Regions from separate parts of the Sus scrofa genome. Here regions 2 and 3 are each linked to region 1. The links are chromatin contacts, called in public HiChIP or PLAC-seq and promoter capture Hi-C maps. All regions are on one chromosome and are shown on one strand. Each heading gives the region's core, a stretch centred on a gene start, on an enhancer-like site or on the middle of the called end of the contact. The rest is flanking DNA. Distances are from core to core; before and after follow the strand shown.

What was found. Promoter capture Hi-C pulls out the DNA fragments that hold promoters and counts their contacts. HiChIP or PLAC-seq counts read pairs in DNA pulled down with a chosen protein or histone mark.
Region 2: an H3K27ac HiChIP or PLAC-seq map of alveolar macrophages shows a contact between it and region 1. The contact joins the promoter of DEK here to the promoter of NUP153 in region 1. A contact is called at or near these places in 2 of 5 promoter capture datasets (fetal liver and liver), 1 of 47 Hi-C or Micro-C datasets (liver) and 1 of 2 datasets of contacts at active chromatin or transcription factors (alveolar macrophages).
Region 3: a promoter capture Hi-C map of liver shows a contact between it and region 1, with 4 times the contacts expected there. The contact joins the promoter of KDM1B here to the promoter of NUP153 in region 1. A contact is called at or near these places in 2 of 5 promoter capture datasets (fetal liver and liver), 3 of 47 Hi-C or Micro-C datasets (heart right ventricle, liver and mesenteric adipose tissue) and 1 of 2 datasets of contacts at active chromatin or transcription factors (alveolar macrophages).

What each region holds. Positions count from the first base shown.
Region 1 is chr7:13,464,411-13,469,307 of Sscrofa11.1, forward strand. NUP153 (nuclear pore complex protein Nup153) reads right to left here and starts at 2,167. Exons shown (of 22, transcript XM_001926651.6): 1 at 1,487-2,167. The coding sequence starts at 1,597.
Region 2 is chr7:13,932,560-13,937,456 of Sscrofa11.1, forward strand. It overlaps DEK (protein DEK), which reads right to left and starts at 2,918. Exons shown (of 11, transcript XM_001927909.6): 1 at 2,479-2,918; 2 at 1,947-2,100. The coding sequence starts at 2,091.
Region 3 is chr7:13,844,069-13,848,965 of Sscrofa11.1, forward strand. It overlaps KDM1B (lysine-specific histone demethylase 1B), which reads left to right and starts at 2,215. Exons shown (of 22, transcript XM_001927844.5): 1 at 2,215-2,335; 2 at 2,658-2,698. TPMT (thiopurine S-methyltransferase) reads right to left here and starts at 2,039. Exons shown (of 10, transcript NM_001243675.1): 1 at 1,912-2,039; 2 at 1,354-1,436.

The DNA of each region.
Region 1 (4,897 bases), core at 917-3,416:
AGGAAAAACAGAAAGCATGTGTCTAAATTCCACTCTCCAAAAGGATTAGGTTAAATGGCCAGTCCTGTGACCTGAATTTTAATCTCAAATCTGTCTGCAAGTACCCCTGCTCCTCACAAAGAAATCTAAAAACCAAGCACTCCTGGTATATATCTGGGGGACAACTGGTGGTGGGAGCTAACAATAATGCCAAGGCTTATAACCATTAGTAGAAAGATACTTACTATTATAACCCAGTTTTTACTGTTAAGAAATTTCTCCCAAATCTTTATTTTTAAAATTCTGTTTTTTCATGATACAATTTACCACCACTAAACATGTCAAAGTGCTCATATTCATTATCATCCACAACACAGCAATCTAGGAAGTCTGCCTTCAACAGGACGCAACAAGTTTTCAGACCCTTTTGCCATACTTTAGTTTTTTTACAGGTTTAAGACATATACTTCCCACCGAGAAATTTTAAAGGGCCTTTTATTAGAATATTTAACATTTTCCTACTCAATTCCCATAACAAACAATTAACAGCTAAAAAGCAGAATTTTCTCAGACTCTAACATCTCAGTTACAATTAGACTAAACCCCTGTTCATAATTTCGAGCGCCCACGAGTACACAAGGTGACTAAATTATAAGACCACCAATATTCCTAGACTATTAAAAAGTACCTGAACTTCCTAAAGTACGTCCCATAATATTAAAATATTTTGTGCATGAGATGAGAACTGGAGTTCCGGTCAACTGTGCGCAATGGCCAATTCTAGCCTCCAAAATAAAAAGGGGAGGGGTGGACATAGTGGGGAGGGAAGAGTCTTGCGACGGAAAAAAGACGTAAGTGCGGAGAGGGACTTTCAAAATGCCCCGGTGCCACTAACTATAACCCGGTTAAGAAAACAAAAATCTAAGTCAACGCTCTCAGATCGGGAGGCACCCGGGAAGGGGAGATGGAGAATTAACTAATAGGTTGAGAGTAACTTCTTCCACTTGCCGTTTAACAGCGCCCCCCACCACCACCAACCCCCGGGGGCCCCAGAGGCCGATACCCCAGGGCAGCCCCCTCCCCACTCACGCTGAAACGCGGGAGACTAGAAAATATCAAACGTAGGGGCCTCCAGCCACATCTTTTCCTTTCTCCCATCCAGAAGACGTGGGTAACACCCTCACACCCCCAATCCCCGCCAAAAACGAAAGAATCCTAGGCCCGTCGTGGCCTAGGATTTCTGTTCCCGCCCTGCGCCGGTCGGGGGAAAGCCCCAGGCTAAGAGGGCTGGGGAGAGGCGGCCCGAACCACACGTGTGCGCCGCAAGATTGGCCTGTCTCAGCCCACTTCCCGTCGCCACCCCAGCGGCCCGAGCTCCCGCCGCCCTGCTCGGGCCTTCGCTCAGGCCCTCCCGTCCGCTCCACGTGGGGCCCCGGACCCCTCACGCCCGTTCCCTCCCCACCCCAGTGCCCGACCCGCTAGGCCCCGAGGCGCCGGGGTCCCGTACCTGGTGCTGTTGTCGCCCCTGCTGGTAAGGCTTAATTGGCCCCTGGTGGCAACGCCGCGTCCGGATCTTGCCGCCACCGCCCCCTCCTAAGCCTCCGGCTCCCGAGGCCATGGCGGAGCCTCCGCGGCTTCCCCCTGAGGAGCGGGTTAGGGGGCGGGAGAGGCAGAGGCGGCCTTGAGGCCCCCCCGCCCGGCCCCAGCCCAAAAGTCCGTCCGCGCTGCCCACACAGTGGGTCACAGGCACACCAGGAACCGCGGGTCTGCGAGCAGGAGCCGAGAGAGAATGCGCGCTGGCGGCAGCGAAGGGGGTGGCGGCGACACAGGCCGAGGACCTGGCTCCCGTCCGGCAGCCTCCCGCGGACCCCCGCCTCTGTGTATGTCACCGTCTCTATGGAGATTCTCCGCGAGGACAACACAAGAGGTTCCAAGCGCTGCTTAGGCCTAACGCGACCGCCGGCTGACGGGGATTCTTCTTCCGTCGCCCTAGCCGTAGCTGCCGCAGTTGAAGCCGCCGGCGCCGCCCGCCTACCCCTCCCCTTTGCGCACAGCGCCCGCCCCGCCGTCGTCGTCGTCGTCCCTGCAATCGCCGCTGTTGCGTCTATTACCGCTACTAAGGCCGCCGCTGCGGTCGCGAGCCAGGACGCCGTCACTAGTCAGCGCGCGACGAGTTTGCATCATCACGATGTGACCAGGTGATAGGCGGGGAGGTGGGAAGGGCTAGTCGAGCCCGCGCTCTCAGCCGCGCGGGCCGCTGGGAAACGTAGTTCAACGGAAGGAGGCGCGTGCTCAGAACGGAGGACGCGGAAGGAGAGCGGCGGTTCCCTGCAGAGGCACAAAGCCAGGGGTTCCGTTCCTTTTAACTGCTCTTGATTCTAAACTTTGAAAGAGGCATTTAACACAAACGGTAACCTCCTTCCCACTTTCCTTCTCTGGAATGGTAAAGCGGGAAGAAAGTAAGCACATAGTAAAATCACAGAGAGAAGCTAACAATATCTTATAAAAAGAAAAAAACTGGTTGAAAAGACAGTGTCTATGATCTTTAAGCCTAAAACAGAATTAGCAAATATATACAGTTTCATTAATGTCCGTTACAATAAGGGCTTTGTTGTCAAACACACAAGTGCTGTCTGGCTCCACCACTTAAGTTTGACCTTGAAGTCAAAACCTTCCGCCCCTATAAAATGGGAACTTTAAAATCCAGCTTATACAGCTGTTGCGATCATCTACGTGGAGCACTTAGTGTATTTCCTGGCATGCAAGAGATGCAATAAATGGTTACGGTGATCACCTACAGCAGTCAAGCTCACGTTAGAGGTAAGCCGTATATTACCAGTAATAAAAGTATACATATATTTGCTCCAAATAGAAGGCATTATATTTAGCAAAGTGAAAAGTGAGTTAGGCTCAAAGACTTAATCCACAAAGTATAGCGATTTTTAAAAGTTGACCGTTAGAAAGATCTGGGTGATCACGTGCGCCAGCCCTCATTCAACGGACAAGACGGGGTTCCGGAGAATTTAGTCGACATATTGGAGGACACTGAACTGGGCAGTCAAAGCCAGGACTATAACCCAACTTTTCTGTAGGAGTTGAAACAAGTAACCAAGTGATTAGAAAGAAAATCTACTTCTGTGAAAACACATGGGCTTAATGTTCCATTTGAGACAATTGATTTTAAAGCTTATAAATAGCTTTGGATTCAAATAAACTTAATTTTAAATCTATCACTTACTAGCTGTGTAGCCTTGGGTAAGTTACTGATCCTCTTTCTACGCTTCAGTTTCCTCATCTGCAAATAGAATGAATATTAACCTCAACAAGTTGGTGGTTCTGGTGAAAGGATTAATATACATAATTCATAATAACTGCTTAGACAGAAAGCATCTAATATCATCCAGTTATCTGATACAAATAATTAACCTCAAGACTTTTATACCATCTCTACCACCAAATTGCATGATTCCAATCGCTATATAAATCATATAAGTCAAAAGGTGAAGCCAAACTTAAGCAGTACCTTAGAATTTGCAGCATCTTCCAGCATAGGCTGACAGAACAAATGGCATCTCTGACCTTATCACCACCAAGACTATAAAAAGTTCCCAAATATGATGGACAAAATTAATCTACTTCCTTTTGTGCTTCCATTTTATACCTTCATGCCCCAACTCCACCACTAACTTCTCACTAGACTCTCCAGGTACACAAGCTCTTTCCCCAGAGGCACCTCATCCTTTAATACAATTGTTTGTCTTTCGCAATTCTTAGCTAGGTATGTGACAAGCAAAGTAGTCATTCCTAAAAAGCTTTAATACCCAGGAAAGATCTGTACCTGAATCTTTACTTGCATGACGTAAATAGAAGATTGAACTGTAGCCGCATCCCATTTGCCCCTTTCACCCTACTAAACTCAGAATCCAGCACAGGAGTGTGAATGGGGACTCAAAAATCATTCCTTTCTTGGAGGCTGTTCTTTGGTGTTTGGGACAGCATTCATAGCGCTGCTCTGAAAGGAAAGGACATGCAATAGAGCTGGGCCATGTAGTTCCCGTTGTGGCTCAGCCGATTATGAGCCCAAATAGTATCCATGAGGATGTGGGTTCTATCCCTGGCCTTACTCAGCGGATTAAGGATCTGGCATTCCTGTGAGCTGTGATGTAGTTTGCAGATGCAGCTTGGATCCCTCATTGCTGTGGCTGTGGTGTAGGCTGGCAGCTGCAGCTCCAATTCAACCCCTAGCCTGGAAACTTCTATATGCAGCACCTGCGGCAGTAAAAAGCAAGGGAGGGGGGGAGAAAAAAAAAAAGAGCTGGGCCAAACTCAGCAAGACTTCAGAATAGAATTGATAGGATTCAGGGAGATAAGGAAAAAAATCCACATCTTCCTTTAGCCTTGATCTCAATTGTTTATGTTATAATTATTTCTTTAAAGGCAAACAATATACGAGGGAATAATTACACAGTAGTCCCACACTGATGTGACTGAGTTATTAGCAACTTTACCAAACCTGACAGCAGAGAAAGAATAAGAACAAATCTGCCTTCAAAACTTCCCACTGCCTAATTTTACCCTGAAATTGTATCAACCTCACTACACGATGAAGTAGTTTCTTGAACATAATTTAACATTCTAAAATAGCATTGTTTTTGCACTGAAATTCAGTTGGAGTTACAAATCACCAAATCTACAATTCCTCCTGTATTTTTGGTACAGAATTCAGTGTTCAGTTAAGGAATCACTAGTGGTAGAATGGGTTATAATAAATTATTCTGATTATAAAACTGCCCACATTCAAACATATAAATAATTATTGAATATTTCCCTAAGAGATACTCTGTATAAATTGGAAAATAATCAAATAGCATAGAACCATAATAGGGATTCTTGAAATGCTTCCAGCCATGTTAGGGAC
Region 2 (4,897 bases), core at 1,668-4,167, 470 kb after region 1:
AAGGATAGCTAAGATTTGGAGATGTAAAGATCGGCACACACACAAAAAAATTAGTAAAAAGAAAGCGATTCCGGCAGGTGCATCCTGGCAATGGTGTAGAATGCAGAGAAAGCACTATAAAGCGACTCCACAGCTGTCACTCCACTTCCACCCCGAGTGATTTAAGCCATTTGCTTGCCACTGATTACCACCTAAAAGCTAGTAACTTCCTGATCTATCTCCAGTCAGTCGAGTTTCCCCTGATCTTCAGACCAACCAACCAGGCTGCCTACTGGACAGCTCCACTGTCCTACAGGCACCACACTCAATGCATCCCAAACAGAGAGGACCATCATCTCCAAGCTCACTCCTCTTCATGAATTCTTTTTTCAGAAAATGTTAATATTACCCATCCAGCTGCCAAAGAAACCTGGGAGTCACCTTTTACTAGGCATCTCCCGCCTCCCTATTCCTCACCCCTAAACCACTGCCAAGTCAATTCCACCCCTTATTTGGCATAAATTTCACTCTCATTTCTATGACGCCTCAGTAGTAGAGTTAAATTTTCAGGGCTAAACAGGATAAAAAACATTCACAATTTTAGTCGTTCCACAAATATCTCAAATGAGGAAAATAAAACAGGACAACTATAGAACTGCTTTGGGGATAATCTAAATTTTTTTTGTTAAAAAAATTACAATTTGCCCTACCATCAGTCCCCCAAGAATCACTGGACTGGTCGTTTACAATGTTTTTACATGACTTTCATAATTTTTTTCCTGACATGAAGAAATACATCATCTCTCTGGTATCCGAAACTAAAAATTGAAGGAAAAAATGCTGAGAAAGTCTTGGACTAATAGTGAGATACTGCAGCCAACTTCCAATTATGAATAATTTAAAAATAACTCATTTTTTTCTAAGCATTTTCTGTACTTAAATGTAGACACGCTTCCCTCTTACAGTAGCTACCACTTTATACAAACAAAACACATACCATGTACTCTCAACTCACACTGTATTTATTAAATGCTGACCAGGGACTCGTTTAGGCATTAAAAAAAAATGAACTGACCCTAGGTCTGAGACAAAAACCTCAAATCTCTTCCCAAGTCTGGTTGGGTTACGGTGATAAACTAAATAAACCTACATCAGGCTAATGTCAAAGATGCTAAGATCTGTGATACCGAGTTTTAAGTGGTTGGAAGGAAGCATTTTAGGGGCGCTGGCCCAGGCACCGCGGATAAACTGAGGCAGTACCACCCCTCAACGCTGCAAGGTGCTTCTGCTTCATGTCTCCAGTCAAATCGGTTGCTACTGCCCTCCCTCAACACCAAAACCGAAACAGCTCTGGGCTCGTATTTAAACTTTCTTTCACAGTTCACTGCTTTCGTGTTTAACTACTTTCTCAAACAGAACCAGCTTTCACCGGTGTTTCCCGGTGAAAGTTACTCCTCTAAGCCTTTGAAAAAGAACGTCTGCTGAAGTTCAGCAAATATACTAAAACTATTGAAATATTTCCAAGACTAACATGAGTAACTTCAAGTCTTGATACGTGATTTCATGAAGAACTTCACAGTAACTCCAGAAGGCAAAGAATGTGTACTTAAATTAGCAAAAACAAAACGTTACCGTAATAACTTCCAAGGCAAGTAGTTAAAAAAAAAAAAAAAAAAAACCAGATCTGAAACTTACAAACTTCCTGTCAAATGATAAAATGTTATGCACGGGTGTTGCTGGCGAGAAATCAACTGCACTCCAAAGTACGTAGTTAACAACGGCGAGCATTTTTTTAAAAACTGGAATTCACAAAGTTAATTTCTCTGCTACTGTTCCACATAAAAACCTCGCTAATTCCGCAAACGTTCTCACTGCAAACCACCCCGATTTACCGACTTTAAGCGCAAAGAGAGCCCGAAAACTGATTTCGGTAAAGCCCATCACTAAGAACAAGACTTCCTCCCCACCTTTCTCTTCCTCCTCTTCCTCCTCCTCGTCGTCCTCGTCCTCCTCTTCACTTTCCTCTCTCGGGCCGGGCATTTCGGGCTCTTTCTCGGACGCGGGCTGGGCGGGGGTTCCCTCTCCCTCCGCAGCAGGGCCCGAGGAGGACATGCTGTGGACCTGCGGGCGGAGAGGAAGCCACACGTCTCGGTCCCCTCGCCTCCGGCGGGAGGACGCGGCGGCCCGGCCGACCCACCTGCTCCGCCCCTGGGACCGCGGGGAAACCTGACCGCAAAGTTGCCTCCCCGCGCAGCCTGGACGGCGGCGCTGTCCCCCACTTCCCCCCGGGGGTGGCTGCCCTCGAGCCCCGCGGCCCGTCCGGGGCCGTCCCGAGGCGGGAAAGCGCGGGCGCCGAGCCGCCCCTCCCACCGTCCTGCCCGCGCCGCCGGCCGCCCCGCGTCCCCTCCCCCGCCCCAGGCCGCCGTCCAAATGGCCGCGGCGGTGCGGGCGGGCCCCGCGGCGCCCTCTCGGCCTCCCCTCCGCCGCCGCGGCCCTCACCGCGGGTCCCGGCCGCCGCGGGCCTGGCGCCGAGGACTCGAAGAGACGCCGGGAGGCGGCGGCGGGCGCCGAAAAGGAGGCGCGCGGGCCGCTCGCTGGCCTGACGCTCACGCCGCGCTCTCGGCTGCCCAGAATCAACAAGATTTTCAAAATGGCGGTTCGGGAAGGAAAGCGGGAATGCGGCGGCCAATCAGGGCCGCGAGCTGGGAGTTGGCGCGCGCGAGGTGGGGGAGGCGGGGCGGCCGGCGCCTCCGCGGGAAGCCCGGGCGGGCAGGGCCGGGGTGGGGCCGTGAGGGGTCCCCCCGGCGGCGGCGGGCGGAGGGGCGGTGCGCTCCGGAGCCGCTTGGGCGGCGTTGGGCGTCCTGTCCCGGCTCCTCCGGGAAAGCGGACAGGCCGCGTCCCGGGCGGCGGGCGGGAGCCGGCGCAGGAACAGCGAGGCGGCGCCGAACGGAAGAACGCTAGGGGGCCTGCAAGTGTATTGTCTCCGCCGCTTGTTCCGGGAAAAAGAGGAGGAGCGGCCGCGGGTTCGGGAGGGGGCGGGCGCGGAGTAGTGAAGAAGTTTACGTCCCGGGAAATCTCTGCTACAGTATTTCCTAGAGGTTGAGGGGAGTTACTCAGTGAGCGTCGTCATTTAGGTCCCGGAGATCGTGCTGTTGATGACTCCCGAACCTGCTGTATTTCAAAGGACCCCATCTCTTGTAAGGTACATCTTCAGGAAAAAGACGCTATCACGTTGAAAGTTCACGTCACTGGAGAGAAAAAGATTTCCAGACCTGTAAATATAGGGGAAAATTGTGGTGTTGGTTATAATAGAGGACATACGGTAGTACGTAGTCCTGAGTCTTCTATTGGAGTTCTAGGCCAGCTCCGAAGATAGCTCTAAAACTCAACATTTAAAAAAACGAACCGCTTTCCCCGCTCAAATATTCCCTCTTAACTGTATATGATTCCTTTCATTTCCCCCCAACCCTTTCACCACCAGCAGCCCCAGGGATCCTTCTACTCGATGAATAGTGGAAATAGGATCAGTTAAATTTGCCTGTATGAACTCAGGTTCGTAGGGCAAAAATAAGATATTTTCTTTGCTTTCCCCTCTTTTCCTTTCGTGCCCCTACTGAAAACATAAGCAAATCCTGTCATTTTTATCCTCAAATTTTAAGCCATTTCCCACTGTACTGATGCCACCCAAATCCGGTCCACTTTCCTCTTTTGCTTGGATTTTGACATAGTCCCTTACTGGTCAGGTGGCTTCCACATTGCTAACCCATCTCCTACCACTCACATAGTAGCAGCCAGGGTGATTTGTTTGTTTTAAATGATCAGATTGGGCACTCTCTTGCTTAAAACTCTCCAATGGATTCCCATCATACTTGGAATAAAATTCAAAGGATTCATGGTTGTTGCTGGATGAAAATCTGCACAACCTAAAAGGTGCAAGTTACGCTTTGTTCAGGGAATGTTCTGAAGACTCTAGCCTCGGAGACAGTCAGATAACTCTGAGGAATTGCTCTGAGTAAATAAGGTAAGAGGATATATAGGAGCTTTGCTGAACAAAAAAACCCATGTAGTCAAACATCAAAAGCTTACTGCTGATCACACACAACAAACCCCCCAAGACATCGCAAGTTAATGCTTTTAGTGCTTTTCTGTGAAAAGGAAAATGCCGCTGTCTGGGCTAGTTGGAAATTATTCCTGAGATATGGATCTTAACTATTCAGGGCCAGTATGCTGTTTTTCTCTGTCCTGAATTTCCCTGAGGGTAAGGTGGTTAATGGCTGGAGGGTGGACAACATTCATTGTTTACTGGAATGGCAGGCAACATTTTTTTGTGCACATGGTTTAAAGCCCTGAGCCTGGAGGAGCTCATTAGTAGAGTGAGCATCCGCAGAGAGGAAGACAGGATGGAATCCAGGAGCTCTCCAATGCTTAGAGGTTCAGGAGAGGAAGTGAAACCAGCAAAGGGGATGAAAGAGCAACGTACTACCTGAAGTGGGAAGAGAATCTAGTGGAAAAGTTTTATCTCAGAAGCCAAGTGATTAAGAAGTGTCTAAGGGGAGAGAGTGGTCAGAAGCACTAAAAGGTCAGGTGAGGAGTTCCAGTTGTGGCTCAGTGGTTAACGAATCCGACTAGGAACCATGAAGTTGCGAGTTTGATCCCTGGCCTCGCTCAGTGGGTTAAGGATCAAAACATAGGCTGGTAGCGACAGCTCTGATTTGACCCCTAGCCCGGAAACCTCCATATGCCGCAGGTGCAGCCCTAAAATAAATAATTAGTTAATGGCCAGGTGAGATGAGAACTGAGAAGTGACCATTGTATAAAAGACGGATGAGTTACCAGCGACACTGACAAGAACTGTTCCTGTGAAGTGGTGAGCATGAGGGTGCCAGCAGTGAGAGCGAGAGAGAAAGGTAGGCAAGCA
Region 3 (4,897 bases), core at 965-3,464, 380 kb after region 1:
CCTGTAGCACATGGAGGATACCAGGCTAGGGGTTAAATCAGAGCTGTAGCTTATGCCACAGTCACAGCAATACCAGATCCAAGCCTCGTCTGCCACCTACACCACAGCTCACTGCAATGCCGGATCCTTAATCCAGAGAGCTAGGTCAGGGATCCTGCCTGCTTCCTCATGGATACCAGTCAGAGCCACTGAGCCACAATGGGAACTGAATTTATTTATTTTTGACCAGAAAAAAAAAAAAAATGTTTGGCATACATTTTGATAAAAGATTAGTGCTAATCACAAAGAACAGATACCTCAAGTTAATGACTTTGTTGATTTCTCTGAAGGAGAAGATGCAAAAATCTAGGGTCATTGAAATTCCCTTGAAGGCATGGGTCTTAACTATCCAGGGGCCATTTACCCAAAACACTGAAATGGCTCCCCTTTATTTTCACTCCGGAAGTCCTGAATGGCTCAGACACCTCGCCCTCTGCAGGGGTGGCAATTTAACCCTTAGAATAACTGGATGATGTCTGACACTTTGTTCCTTTAAAAAAATTTTCTTTTACAAAGGGAACTGAGGTAAAAAGAGTGAATTTAACTGCAAATCTACCTGAAAGTATGAGGAAAATTCCTGTCTTTTCGATGTGAAATTTGTAATGCTAAGGACAATATAGCATAATAGTTCTAACATACCCTTTGAGTCATTAGTGAAACTAATTCAGTTTGAATTACACTGGCAGGCTATTCTTGGTGGAGTTAATTTAATGATTCATCCATAAGAACAGCACATAAAAGCAGTTATTCAAAGAGAAAAGTTCCCTTTATTGCAAAATTTGACTTCAGAGTGTTCGGGATTTAAGGAGAAAGCACTTCCCTTGGAATTGGGACACAAATTCACCTTCCAACAAACATTTGTTAACAAAAGTTTGCAAGGCCCTGAGGATGTCAGGACGTGATTTTTCTGAGAAGTCAGAAGGAAGTATCTGATTATATTGAGTACAGAAAAGCAAAAAAGAGTTGTACTTTTCCCATTTCCATTTTCAGCCAGAAACTTTGGAACCTGAACTTGTGCCTTCATAAGCCGTTCTCTACTTAAAACAAAAGGGAAGCATAATTTTATCACTGAGCCAGGGCAACCCACAATTGTTCAACTCTACCGCTCTTAGAGAAACTTGAAATATAGCTTAACATCACAAATATAGCTTAACATCACAAATATAACTTAATGACTTCTTAACTGTCCTCATAGCTTCTCAACGTACTGAACTTGTTCACGTCCTTTTCTGTAGAAATAAAAACATTTCTACAAAAAGATAAAAGAACCAAATCATAAGAATCGGGAAAGGCAAATTTCACAGTCATTCTTACCAGTACACGGAAATAGCTGATATGCTGGTTTGGTCACTCAAGTCCACCTTTGGGTGGACTCCCAAGTCTGGATTATTTCTCACCTTAAAAAAAAAAAAAGTTTCTGCTTCAGATTTACTTTAAGATTTTGATAAATTGAGGAATAACTTCCCTAAGGTGCACCACATTTTAAGAGTATGCCTCAGTGAATTTTTCCATATGCATACCCTATGCAATAACCATGGAGCAAGACAATTTTTACATCACCTCAATTCCCCCCACTGCCCCGCCCCCAGAGCGTCACTCACTATTCTGGCAAGTATTTATTTCTCTTTTCTTAAAATCACCAATATCCTATAATGCTTGAGGTCACTTTAATTATGTAACTCAGAAAGGTCATTCACTATCCGACCTCGTTATTCCCCCTTCCCATTCTGATCCCCGAGTCCATTTCTGGGCGCGGACTGCTGGGCTGCCCGCGCTTGTTAGGAAGCCCCATCCCGGCATCCGATCACGGGCTTACGTCTACCAAATCTTTCCAATGCTCATCACGCACTCTCGGCGATCAGAGGAGCCTACCTCGTGCGCGGTCCGCTGCCTTTGGCTGGTTCTGGCGCAGCGCGGGGCCACTACGGGTTGGGTCCAAGACCCTGGCTCAACCCCGCCCCCGGACCCGCCCCCGGACTCGCCCCGGGACTGCCCCTCTTGCGGCACACTGACTCCGCCCCCTTCCCCCTGCCGCCCGGGCTTGCGCAGCGGCGGAAATGGTCAGGGCGGGGCGAGTAGCGCAGCGAAGGCGAAGGCGGGGACCCCACTCCTCCCCGGTCCCTCCGGCTCCTCCCACCCGGGTCACGTCGTGACAGGGGCGGAAGCGGCGGCGGCGGCGGCCGAGCGGGGGCTGCGGCTCGCGGCGCGGATCCTGCGGTCCTGGGCGCGCGGCGCGCGGCTCGGGAGAGGCGCCGGCAGCCGGGGACGGCGCGCACTGTCTCGCCCGCGCTCGGAGGTGGGGGACACGCGGCTCCCGGGGCGGGCATGGGGGCGGTGGCGGATTTCGGGTGACAGCTCTGCACAAAGCAGCTTGGCCAGGGTGCAAGCTTTCATTCTGCCGCTGTACAGCGCTCCTGGCTAGGGTGGGAGGTGGATGGGTGCTCTAGGGGCTTATACCTCCCTCCCTGGATCGGAGCGGGGTGCGGCGTGGGGATCCCTGCCCGCGGAAGGGGGAATTCCCGGGCTGGGTTGTTACGGCGACGGGGTTCCCGGATTCATCGCTGCGTTGCGGGTCTCTCCTAATCCCCCTCCCCACAATGTTTCCTTTCTGTACACAGTGCCTTCTCCCCGTGACTCCTTGCACGCCTCCAGCGCAAAGGTGAGCCCCGGGAGGCTGTTGCTTCTCAGACTCCGGAGAGCAGACGAGAAAGCTTTTCGGAAAGCGAAGCAGCTGCAGGTTGCACTGGGAACGTTGAGACTCCCTCCTGGGGGCTGTCAGAGCCCTTTCACCTGGGGAGTAGGTGCTGCGGGGCGGGGGTGAGGGGACCCCCCAGTCCGGGAGTGGGAACTCCCTCGCTGTTGGTTCAGCTGAGAGCGTGGCGGCGAGGAGCTCGCACGGCCTCGCAGGTGTGGTTAGTTTTACTCCAGCGCGGCTACCACGCGTTGAGACGCTGTCGGCATTGCCAGGTTGCTGGGGTAACTCCTCTGGGACCCGGGACCCCGAGGGGGCGGCCCCGATTACGGTAGTTGTTAGTCAACAGCCTAGCAGCTGGCAGGTGAAAGAGGAAGGAAGAGGCCGGCCCAGCTGTAGCGAGATGGGGGTTCCTTGATCTGGAACTTAGCCAGATGGAGGCCCAGCCTTCCCTCGGGGGGCGTGCAGAAGTTCACAGACCACTCCATTTGAGGAGATCCGTCACTCCTGTGCACGCACAACTCAAGGCTCTTTCGCCTTTTTTTTTTTTTTTTTAAATCTATTTTAATGGAAGGAAGGCGAGTGGAAGAGAATTTCTTGAGGAGGTACATGAGAAAATGTCCATCAATAATTAATTGTCTTCCAGGCAGAGAAAGTAGTCAACAAAGCATTCAGGCAATTGAATTGGATCCACATTTCGGAAAATGCGATTGTTGTGGGAGCAATTTTAAGTGGCCCTAAGGAAAATTTTTATTCCTGTTGTCTTTGAAGAAGTTTCTAGTCGTTTATCCTATTTTGAGAAATTATGCTAATGCCACTGTAAATTTGTATTCCAGCGTGAAGTCCATTAGATTCATATTTTTATGAATCTTGTGTGTGTTTTTAAACACTTTTTTGGAATAAGCTTCTTCAGAAAAAAAATCCTAGGAATTGTTAAAGCAGAAATCTAGACATTGCTATTTCCGCTTGGTTACTTATGCCCCCCAAACCATTTTTTCTTTCTTTTGTCACATTAAAAGAAGACCAATGCTGTGAATTTAAAATTAGGAAGAAATTGCTCATAAAAGCATATTGAAACCTGAAACAAATTGATTTTATTTAAAGTTAGGTGTGTTTATTAATTTGAAGAACAAGGGGAAAGGCGCTTTCAGTATACTAGTTTGTTTTAATGACATTTTGGATCCTTATTTCTAAAATTATATTTAAAAGCGCAATTAAGTAATCCTTCCAACTTAATTTTTTTCCCTCCATTTTAAGTCCCAAGAACCCAGCAATAGTGAAAATATAGAAATTACAGTGTCAAAAAAGGATGAAGGCACATAACTTTTTTTCTTCCATTTTTTTCTTCCTTTTTTTTAATTACTCAAATGAATTTATCACATCTGTAGTTGTATAATAATCCATAACTGTTAATTGTGTAATTAAAGGAAACGTACTCCCCTAAAAATCTTCAATCATGTTTTCCCCAGACAACACAGATTTCTTAACGGCTTTTATAGCTAATGTTTTCATTTCCTCTTAACCATTTCTTGAATTGCATCATTCTTCATTGCAATTAAATGTTTTCAAGTATACAGTTGGATTAAAATGTTTGATGGAATTTCCAGAAACTATGCTTTCTTTTGAGAGTGCTTGCATTCCCAGGTACACAGTCAAGTGTTGCCTGAACCTGATTTTACTTATGTTCCTAAACCCCACATTAGGCTCAGATGTTTGCTGTAAGACTTAACACACGACACACATACACTTATTTACATAGGCTTTATTCATGGTTCATTGTATACTTATTTACATAGGCTTTATTCATGGTTCATTGTATGACTAATGTGGAATATATCTTTTATATAAAGAGATTTGTTAGATTGGAGAGCCTTTTGAAAATATAAATGTGATCCAGAAAGCCTTCGTTGTATATAACATTTGTAGGTGGACAGTAGTACTTTAAAATCATAAGTGCTTTTTTTTTTTTGTCTTTTCTAGGGCCGCACTGGCGGCATATGGAGGTGCCCAGGCTAGGGGTCTAATTGGAGCTGTAGCTACCGGCCTAAACCAGAGCCACAGTAACATGGGATCCAAGCTTGTATCTGCGACCTACACCACAGCTCATTGCAACGCCGGAATCTTAACCCACTGAGCGAGGCCAGGAATCGAACCCACAACCTCCTG